Linked DNA regions of Danio rerio: region 2 is linked to region 1. Evidence: chromatin contacts called from public Micro-C data. All regions are on one chromosome and are shown on one strand. The core of a region is the stretch at or near the end of the contact, and the rest is flanking DNA. Distances in the headings are between cores, read along the strand shown. Region 1 holds the start of brd3os (BRD3 opposite strand). Region 2 holds the start of ppil3 (peptidylprolyl isomerase (cyclophilin)-like 3).

What was found. Hi-C and Micro-C count contacts between places; a contact is called where the count stands out from the background.
Region 2: a contact with region 1 is called in a Micro-C map of caudal fin, with 4 times the contacts expected there. The contact joins the promoter of ppil3 here to the promoter of brd3os in region 1. A contact is called at or near these places in 1 of 18 Hi-C or Micro-C datasets (caudal fin) and 1 of 4 datasets of contacts at active chromatin or transcription factors (embryo).

What each region holds. Positions count from the first base shown.
Region 1 is chr5:70,333,161-70,338,837 of GRCz12tu, forward strand. It overlaps brd3os (BRD3 opposite strand), which reads left to right and starts at 2,427. Exons shown (of 1, transcript XM_068221559.2): 1 at 2,427-3,134. The coding sequence starts at 2,740. The coding sequence ends at 2,994. It overlaps edf1 (endothelial differentiation-related factor 1), which reads left to right. Exons shown (of 5, transcript NM_200745.1): 5 at 214-589. The coding sequence ends at 272.
Region 2 is chr5:70,777,081-70,782,757 of GRCz12tu, forward strand. It overlaps ppil3 (peptidylprolyl isomerase (cyclophilin)-like 3), which reads left to right and starts at 3,413. Exons shown (of 6, transcript NM_001002146.1): 1 at 3,413-3,491; 2 at 4,860-4,934; 3 at 5,045-5,138. The coding sequence starts at 3,489. lrrc8ab (leucine rich repeat containing 8 VRAC subunit Ab) reads left to right here. Exons shown (of 4, transcript XM_681083.6): 4 at 1-1,725.

The DNA of each region.
Region 1 (5,677 bases), core at 1,177-3,676:
TGTGTGTGTGTGTGTGTGTGTGTGTGTGTGTGTGTGTGTGTGTGTGTGTGTGTGTGCGCGCCATTGCATGCAAGTTTTCTGTATTTATAACCACCTCAGAGGATATTGGGGGTCGCGAGTCACTGGTATTGTTATTTTAGGGGTCGCGTGCTGAAAAGTTTGGGAACCCCTGATATAATTAATAACATCATTTTTCTCTGTTTAAATTTTTAGGCCTTAAGTTGCGTGGGAAAGACATTGGGCTGCCCCTCGAAGCCTGTTCCAAGAAATGAGTACAAAATCCTCGAAAGATCCACCATCCACTGGAACCTCCCAGTGCTAATAAGATCTTTACAGTCAATCTCTGTTAATTGCTGCATTACTCTATTTCATGGTGGACCAGACGCACTCATTTTACCACCTACACGAAATGCGTATTATCTAACGTTCTATGTCAGATGATAAAAGAAGACTTGGATTATTATCTTTTTTTTTTTTAGCCTGCTCACTGCTTTGAAATAAACTTATTTCTATGAATGACTAAGATGTGTTCTGATTGCTGCTTTTTTTCTTCTTCAGATGATGCATTAAAGAAGAGACACTCAAAAATCTTTTTTTTTTCTGTCTTTTTTCCATGAATGTTGATTTTGAGATTTGGAGCTTTTATTTTTTTGCTTCTAATGTAAAAACATCCAAAACACACTTAATGTAATGTAGTGTGTGTATTTATATAACGCATTTATTGTGTATGGCCATACACCCAAAGTGCTTCACAATCTCTAGGAGGGGGTCTCTCCACACCACCACCAATGTGCAGCATCCACTTAGATGATGTGACGGCAGCCACAGGATAATGCCACTCATCACACACCAGCTATAGGGGGAGTGGAGAGATAGTGATACAGCCAATTCGGTGGATGGGGATGAGTGGGAGGCCATGATGGCCCGATAAAGGGAATTTGTCCAGAATATCGGGGCACACCACTAACATGTTTACTACTCTTTACAAGACTTAGCATTGTCAGTTTGAATCCCAAGGATAATGAGAATACAGTAGGCAGAAAGGAAGATGGCAAAAGTAAATTAAGGTAAAGTTGGTTTTATAATCGCACATTAGTTTAGTGACAGCTCCATACACTGTTTACCATGGTACAATTAATATTCAGACTGACAACACGTGTAAACATGACTACAAACATCCAACATTAGGACTATTTAATTGACTGTGGACAGTGTTGTACTTCGATGGTGTTGGCTGTGGATATGATTTCCCTATGTAGAATTTGCAATTAATGAATTACTGAGATTATATTATCAATGGAAAATGTCAGAATATGCGAATATAAAACCAACTTTACCTCAATCAAAAGTAACTCATTACTTACCATAAAAGGACCTAAGTAACGCAACTAGTTACTTCTTATATACAGATATATACACTAGATATCGCCTGGCCTATTGTTGTCTGTTGGACGGAATGCGTCAATAAGACTGTGGCCGTCCAAAGCCAGAGATATACACATATACACAAATATCTATGATCGGGAGTTTTCCTGGATGTTAGTATGTAATTTTTTTTTCTAATTACGAAAATTATAATTTTACATCACTTTTCTACATTGATGGATCAGGCCATTCCTGACAAAAAAAACTTGAGTTTGTGTGTACAGAAATGTACTATTCACCCTCCCTGATAAATTTGATTTAATCATGTCCTGAAACACAGCTCCTCTCCTGCTTTCACTTCTCATACTGACGGAGGGAGCGATTCGTTTGTGAATGAATCCCCCGTTATGAACGACTCGTTTACTAGCCGACAATAATACAAGTTTCTGGCAGCGCAGCATCTCGTTGTCATATTTCTTTTGCATTGTTTGCTGATTTTATTCAACAAAACTAGCATAAGCCGAGTGTTTAGTGCGAGTTGGAGCTGCTTTGCTTTATGGTGAATGCAGTGACTGTCATCAATAACGTTACCTGATTAGCACAACAGTTCAGAACATACAAAAACAGAAAAAAACTTAATATTACCTATGAAATGTTCTGCCTTTGTGCATCTTCACGTAATAACACTGTCTTGACTAGTGCGGTTGAATGACATTTGTCCTGGGAGCACTGTACCAATGTGGCGGCGCTATTGACGCATGCTTAGGGTCCCTATGCGATATCAAGTGTATATATCTATGGCCGCCTGTCAGTGCTCTGAGGCGGGGGAGGGGCCGACGGCATCACCCGCTGCTCGTTGAGAAAAGTAGGGACGGTAAAGTATGGACAAGTGACAGTCCATAAAAATCTCAATTAACACAGAAAAAAGTCGCTAGATTTGTCGCTAGTCTCTTTTCTGAAAATTTGTCGCTAGGGGTGTCTGAAAAGTCGCTAAGTTGGCAACATTGTGCGGAACCACTAGACGTCTCGTCGTGAGTAACGTTAGTTCCAGTCGGATTTTTATTCAAGCGGACGTTGTTGCCACAGGCAGCCGCTGGCGTTTCTGGAGTTTAACCATCTTCGTTTTTTTCCAGTTTCCCCCAAGAAACATACGGAATACAACAGAAGACCATCATACCTCATGAACGGACTGTTCGTTACAATCAGCACAGACATTATCATTAAACAAAATGCCAAGGAAAGTAGTATCGACTGGCGAACACAAGCGCGTTTCTCCTGTCATCGACCCTGCTGTAATGGAAGCTCTTAAGGAGATTTTTCTGAGATGAATACAGATTCAACGAGACGCCTGTCCGCCTGGATCCGGAGCTCGCGATGACGGAGCGCTGTCCATTAGCCGAGAAGGCGATGTCGGAGGGCTACGCGCGGCTCCGCTTCAGGGACACGTCGCTGTTGATCTGGCAGCAGCAGCAGCTGGAGCTCCAGAAGGCGCCGCCAAGCAACTACCTGAGCCGCAGCCAGAGCTCCTGGTACAGCCGCTACGGAAACCAGGCGGTGGTGGTGCGCGACAAGACGAGACTGCAGGACTCTGACGGAGATGGACAATCCCGCATTTGCGCGGTTATGTGACGGGGTTATACCTATGATGGTGTAATCTCTCCTCAAACAATTGCTAAGACAATCAAGTATTTTAGTTAGCATAGTCAACAAATAGGTACAGTATTATATACTTGAAAAAATGTAGCTGTTGAATGTGTATTGAGTGATTTCAGCGTGATAATAGCAACGTGTGTTGCGTGAGAATTGGTCGACATGCGTGAGACTTGAAACCCCTGTGAAAGTTTGCGCGTTTGCGAACACCAAAACCAAAATTGAACACGCATGGACTTTTATTTAAAAAACTGTTTTATACGTATGGGTCAAAAGCAAAACATGTTTGTCATAATCAGTGTTGGGGAAAGTCACTGTAGAAAGTAATGCATTGCAATATTGAGCTACTCCATGAAGAAGTAACTAGTTGCGTTACTTTTTATGGTAAGTAATGTGTTACGTTACTTTTGAGTTGCTTTTTGTTACCTTTGCTGAGGCTTTTTCAAAACGTTTTTATTAAATAGGGGAGCTCTGCAATTAACAACACAGTATAACCTTCATTTATCTTTAAAAAACACAAAAATAATGTTATCTTCTGAGAACTTTCTGATGGCTTTACATGCTGTATATACAGATTAGGCATGGGCTGGTATAAGATTCTGACAGTATGAGAACCTTGGATAAAAATATCACTGTATTGTGATTACTGCTCTAAAATAGGTTTTTATTAAATGTCTGTGTAAAAAACTTAAACCTTTTCTCTCCTTTGAACACTTTTTTTTAAAGCAAAAAATTCAGATATTTTGTAACATCAAGCATGCCATGCTAAATAATTCAAATAATCAATAATTAATTGACGTCTGCTGTCTTCATTAGTTTCAAAAACAATTTCTTAGTTTAAAACTGCATTTTTGGACATCTTTTCTGCTGGAGATACCATTGTCCTAAAAGCAGAAAAAAAAACGTACACATACCTTAAACGCCTCATTCAAACGAGGCGTCAATGCTTCGCATTCACTTTGCATGGGTGAGATGTCAAGCGTTGCCGAACTGAATTGTGGGTCCGTTGGCGCTGCTTCAGTGGCGTTGCTCGCTGCAGAAGTTGGCAACTTTTTCAATTTCTCAACCACCCACGGAAGCGTCAGCCAATCAGATGGCTTTATGCAAATTCTCCAGCTCAGACAGTAGCCAATTGCAGACTTGTTTTATTGGATGGCGCTGCTATGATAATCGCTTTAGCCCCAACTTCAGACACGCCCTTCGTCAAGAGTTTGATGCTGAAGCAATGTAAGAATTGTAAAGCAGAAAAATTTAGCAGAAAAGGTTTTAAAACCTTGACTTTTCAAAACCGTGGTATACCTTGAAAATGGTTATCGCCCCATGTCTAATACAGATTAATGTAAGGTTAAAGCAATGTGTTTGCTACTTTTTGCCTTATGAGTGAAGAAAAATCACCATGCATTACAACAACACTATTTTCCTTTTTTTTCCATTTGTTCAGAATAATGAGAATATTTCCCTCACAGAAATGTAAGCTAAAGCCATCTTGGTTTCTGTTCCTGCGTTTAATCCAGCAATTTGTTTTTAAAAGCGAATTAATTTAACTAAAAAGTAACTCAAATATCATTACTCAATTTTCTAAAGTAGTGTGTTACTGTACTCGTTACTTAAACAGTTGACTACGAAAAGTAATATTATTACGTAACTCATGTTACTTGTAATGTGTTACCCCCCAACACTGGTCATAATTCATTTCACTAATAATTGTGTTCACATAAAAGGTATATTAGATACTAGAAAAGTGTTTGTTCCAATAACATAATATTGAGGAAATAGAGTTGAGTAGTCTACTTTTTAAAATATGCAGGAAAATGTTGTCACACTGAAGTGTATTATATTTTAAAGTATTTAATTATTTTTGCTAACAATGGTTTGAGAAACAAAGTATAGTCTTAAAATGATGATTATAATGTCTTGAAATGATTTTCTAAATCTATCTGACAAGATATTTTGAGCATGTAAATGAGTCTCTACACCACGTTCCTGGAGGACCACCAACACTGCACGTTTTGGATGACTCCTTTGTGTCACACCCATTACGGGTCTTTCAGTCTCTGCTAATGAGCTGATGATCTGAATCAGGTGTTTGGTTAAAGAGACCCGGAAAAATGTGCAAAGCAGGTGGTCCTCAAGAAACGTGGTTGAGAAGTTGTTATAAACACTAAGTATTGTTACACAACATTATACATATATAGCTATAGAATGACCACTTGAATTTGTTCACGAACGCAACTTAAAATTGTATATCTAGAATTCTCAATAGCTCTCTCTCTATAACATATGTGCTGTATTACCTAATATTCAATATACTGGCATCTGAAGTATTATGCTTTAGTTACTGAATCAAACATCACTGTGTTTATGATTTATGCGAAACAGCAATCTTAATAACCTATGTCATGCTTTCTAATATGGAGCTTTGATGCTGCCAAAAAATATGGAAAATAAAACTTTTGATGTTTGTATCAGTATCGTTTGTTTTTAAGATTTCTATTAACTGGTGCGCTCCAAAACAGTGACAATTTGCGTTTTTTAAGATATAAAACTTATATGAGCTGTAAAGCTTGTAGTTTGTCACTTCGCCTAAATGAATCAAAGGTCACGTCACCTCATAGTTTAGTTTCTGATCAAATTAAAACCAATTGGATGCTCTCTAGAATCT
Region 2 (5,677 bases), core at 2,163-4,662, 440 kb after region 1:
TATGTAATAATCTCGCGCGCAGATTTCCAAAACTTATTGCGCGCTCTCAAATATACGCCGCTGATTTATTTATTTATTTTTTTAGAGGTTTTCCCTGCTGAGAAATCCAGTTTAAACCAGCTTTGGCTGGTTGGCTGGTTTTAGCTGGTTGACCAGCCTGGTATTAGAGGGGTTTCCAGCCATTTGCAGCCTGGTCGTAGCTGGTCCAGCTAAATCCAGGTAAAACCAGCTTGACTAGCCTGGTTTAAGCTGGACATAGCTGGTTTTGGCTGGTCATCTCCCAGCCTGACCAGCTAAGACCAGACTGGAAATGGCCAAAACCCCTCTAAAACCAAGCTGGTCGACCAGCTAAAATCAGCCAACCAGCCTAGGCTGGTTTAAGCTGTTTTTTCAGTAGGGTTATGCAATGTCTGTTTTATTTTCAGTTGTTCAACGTTGATGTTCAATAAATAATCATAGATTATATTATGTAGATAATGTGTGTTTTAATTCACTTAAAATACAGTAATGCACCCTTCATTTAAAAAGCTCTCGTAATATGTGAGCATATACTAAACTTTTCAGTAAACTATGAGGCCAAAAAAATAAAAATAAAATCTTAATAATCATTTATTTATCGTAATTAGGTTAAAATGTTCAATTAACCAAGTTTTGATTTTAGGCCAAATCGCTCAGCCCTAACTGCTGTAGAATAAAACAAACACGAATATTTTACTCAAACACATGCCTAGCAAATACATATAAACTCCTGATTGTCATGTGGTGTGTTTGCTTTGTTTTTTTTTTGCATATGCATATTGGTATTACTGTACATTTTTCTCTAAGAAGTTCAGAAAAAAAGCATTTGTTACATTATACCTTGCAAATCCAGCACCTTCTTTTCACCAGTCTGCTCTGTTTGGCATGCCTTGAGAATGAAGTGATAATCCTTTCCAGTGAACAGTTTTCCTTTTGCAATGCATTGTATTCACTTGACAGACATGTAAACATTCACAATGAACTTTGCACTACATGTTCTCTCTCTCTCTTCCATTTATACTAGTGTTATACTCATGAGAAAACGTGTGTGTGTGTTTTCTGTTAAGAAGACAATCAGAAGTATTCAGTAAAGTGTGTGTGCAATATATGCAAGACATTGGCTGAAGTTTAAGTTAGAGTGTGCGATGCAGGTTGATTTTTAAATTTTTTTTACGTCAGTTATTTGCTTGTAGTGGAATTAACATCTTATAACATGTTATATACAAGATTGATGGCCATTGATGCTAACAAACGTACGGTTGATAGGTAATTGAACATCGCTTGTTGCATGTTTACCCATATTACCTCAAGGATTCAGATTTCAGAAGGAAGCATTTATTTTTTTTTTTTCCATTAATACACATTGAAAACTTAAGCTAACAGAATTTCCGAATTTGTAACTCAGGTAAGTGCCGTTCAACTTTCTACAAATGAAGCTCTTCATTTTTTTTTATGTCAGTGTTATTTTTTATTTAATGAAGTAACTGTTTCCAGTGTTAACATGTTTGTAACCATTTGATATATTTATGGCGGATGACTTGATCTGTATTCTGTAAACTCATTATTGATTATTTTTGTTTGATTGTTTTGTGATTTAAATGATGTAAAATAGGAATTTGATAAATGCCACAAAATGTACCAAGCCATATACAGAGTGAATAAGCGCTCCGTTTTGTTAGTGTGTCAATAAACGTCACTGAAAGTGTTTTTGTTTGTTTGTTTTTGTGTCCATTATTACATTTGCAAATGATGTTTCATTATAAAAACGTATTTAAAAACCCATATTTGAAATACAATGTACTTTTTTTAAAAACATATGTTAAAACTACACAGTTAACTCAAATATTTGTTCCAGTTACTTCATTCGGCTTGCATAAACTGCTGTAGTTGAGTTTCACAAACCCAAATATCGTGTACACAGATGTCTGAGAGAATGCATATTTCAAACAGCATCATAAAACATGTTCTTTTCAGATGTTAATAGAAATATGGAGTGAAGCTGGGATTAATTTGGGTCAATCTCTGACATGGTGCACGTAGTTTTGATTGAGAAAGTTTATATTCACACATTTGTTCGTTTTTAACAGTGACAACTTGTAACGCTATGCTGAATATATGATCTGAAATCGCACGCAAGTATGACTTCAAAACAACATTAGCACTATTTCATTGACTGTAAACACTGTTGTACCTTAATAGGCATGGCTGCTAATAATGTATGATCTCCCTGTTTAGAATAAGGAAAGAATACTTTTCTGAAATTAAAATTAAGATGAAAAAGTCTGAATGTGCGATTATAAAACCAACTTTACCTTAAAGTGGTTTTGTTTATGTTTTTTATATATATGTATACAGGGTTCATACAGTCATGGAAAACCTGGAAAAGTCATGGAATTTTGACATGGCATTTTTTAGGCGTGCAAATGTTTTGGAAAAACAGAAAAACCCACAAGGTTTTGGAAAAGTCATGGAAATTACATTTACATTTAGTCATTTAGCAGACTCTTTTGTCCAAAATGACTTAAACTGCGGTCACACTAGAGCTTGTACTTGCGAAATTCTGTCGTATGCGAAAAGGGGTGAGGTTAAACAATATGATCAGATGTTAATAAAACTGCGCGATTGCTCCATCTTTTAATTTTTTTTATTTTAGATTATATTCTATTGGTCTAACGCAATCACCTGCTGTGATTTCACAGGTAAGAATTCACCAAGCTTGAACTTTCGAATGCGAATGAAATGCAAAACTTGTCGCGCGTGCTTGTGTGTTCTGGTCTGCCGCCTTCGCATGCCTATAATTGGAAGTCCATGGAGCAAAAAGTGCAGTGTGATCGCGGCTTTAAAATAGATGTAGTTTACCTACTATTACTAGTTTAACAAAATATTAACATCCTCTTAAATTAATTTGACAAATATCGATATTTGTCAAACTAATTTAAGAGGATGTTAATAGTTACAGATCTGTGTGCTGAAATAGAGGTTAGATGTTTTTACTTCTTTTCTTGACAAAAAACATGGTCTCACATCATTACTGCTGTGTAAGCATCATCTATTTTATATAAAAATAAATTGAAACTAAAGAGATTGTTGCGTGCTTTATGATTTGCTGTAATAAATGTAAACGTTTATTGTTTTTCTTATGATTTATCGCGTATACGTAGACATTGCATGAAATATTAGGTCATGATGAAAATTGACTTGAAAGTCCTGGAATAATCATGGAACTCTTGTAGGAAAAATGTGTATGAATCCTGTCTTTATGTAGACTGATTTTATGTTTACTTGACTGCCGAACTGCAGACACTGAAACAGATCTATGAAGACGCGAGTGTGAAATGGGAACCATAGTTCTTAGCGTTAAGTACATTCGGATGTTTTACAGTGAAACACAAACACAGAAGGCGGTACGCTTGCTTGTAGCACCGTGCTGTTTGTATGAGCTTGCATCATTTTACTCGTCTCTTTAGAACATGGTAAGATCACTATTATACATTTATATTATTAACGTGTAAGTCAAGTGTTTTGAGTCGTTTATATTTTAGTCCACATATTAAATCTAACATTTTGCCGCTCTGAAGTTATTTGTTTAATGGACAGACTGACCTTACAGTGTGGTAAATTATTTTATTGAGAGAATTTTATTCGGTGGCTTGACGAACAAAAAACTTTTTTTGCATGTAGCTTTCAGTTTTTAGGTTTTTAGGCTTTTATCTGTAACTTTTGTGTTTAATTGAGGTAAAGTTGGTTTTATATTCGCACATTAGTTTAGTGACAGCTCCATACATAGTGTACCATACTTTGAATATTCGCACTGAAAACAGATTTAAATAGGGATTCAAATCAACATTAGCACTATTTAATTGACTATTTAATCTTTGTGAACAGTGTTGTACTTCATTAAGGCGAAGTTGGTTTTATATTAGCGCACATTCCGACTTTCTGATTTATATAATCTTAGTAAAGCATTAATGGCAAATTCTAAATAGGGAAATCATATCAACAGCCAACAACCATGGAAGTACAACACTGTTCACAGTCATTTGAATAGTGCTAATGTTGTTTTGAAGTCTTATTTACAGTCCGAATATTCAAAGTACCATGGTAAACAATGTATGGAGCTGTCACTAAGCGAATGTGCGAATATAAAACCAACCAATTTCCTCAATTGAAAACGAAAGTTGCAGAAAAAAAGTACAATTCAAAATTTATTTAGGATGTTTTCGAAAGACCAAAGCCCAAAAATCAACTTTACCTTAATTTGTACTTCGATGGTTGTTAGCTGCTGATATGATTCTCTATTTAGAATTTGCTATTAATGATTTACTGAGGTTATATAATTAATGAGAAAGTCGAAATGAGGGAATACAAAACCCACTTTACCTCAATATTCGGATTTCATCTTAATGTAATTTCAGAAGAGTATTGTTTGCAAATTCAATAGGTATTTGAATTTAAAGAGCCGACTTTTATTCATATCTATATTCTGACGTTGTTGTTTTTTTTTTACTGAGGGGTATGTTTATACATAATGTTACCTGCTCAAATTGAACAAATGTTATTTTCTAGCTGTTTTCTGAATTGAGGAGTTCAAAAAATTATTCCTAAAATCAGCTTTGTAAAACCAGGCTCTGATATGTTGAGGAAAATTATAATTTGAATTTATCTAATATTCTGATTTTTTTTTTTTGTGCTAGAAATATCTGGAGATTAGCTCATACTCAATAAAATAATGTTTGCAATACTTAATGTAGTCAGTCAGGCGGGGACCTATGATGATGATAACTATTAATTGAATAACAGCAATTTTATTGTATTAATAAGCTGATCTGATCATCTCTTAGGCTGTCACACTGCACACAGACCTCGGCGATATGAAAATAGAGCTGTTCTGTGAGAAAGCCCCGAAGAGCTGTGAAGTAACACTACTTTTTTCCTTGTTTCCACATACATAATATCGCTGTATTGCAGCCTTGTTGCTTTTGTACCATCTTTATTTTACATTAATTCCAATGACATTTCCCCCTAGAATTTCCTTGCACTGTGCGCCGGTGGGTTTTACAACGGCTGTATTTTCCATCGAAATATAAAAGGCTTTATAGTCCAGACTGGAGACCCAACAGGTAACTAATCTAAGATTTCTTTCTTTCTTTCTTACATTATGGGACATTTTTTTGTGATTTTATATAGCTTAAGGCAAATTAAATATAAGTGACTGTGTTATTGTTTAAAATAACTTTAGTGAACATATATGAGAAATAATGTTCTGTCTTCATGAACAATGTATTCATTCATTTTTTTATCGGCTTAGTCCCCTTATTAATCTGGGGTCGCTGGTTCGAGTTTGACTGGGTCAGTCGGCATTTCGGTGTGGAGTTTGCATGTTCTCCGCGTGTTGGTGTGGGTTTCCTCTGGGTGCTCTGGTTTCCCCCACAGTCCAGAGACATGCGCTATAGGTGATTTGATTAAGCTAATTTGTCTGTAGTGTATGCGTGTGAATGACTGTGTATGGATGTTTCCCAGTACTGGGTTGCAGCTGAAAGGGCATCCGCTGCATAAAACATATGCTGGATATGTTGGCGGTTCATTCCGCTGTGGTGACCAGGGGACTAAGCCGAAGGAAAATAAATGAATGGATTGTTATGCTCAACAGGGTTGCCAG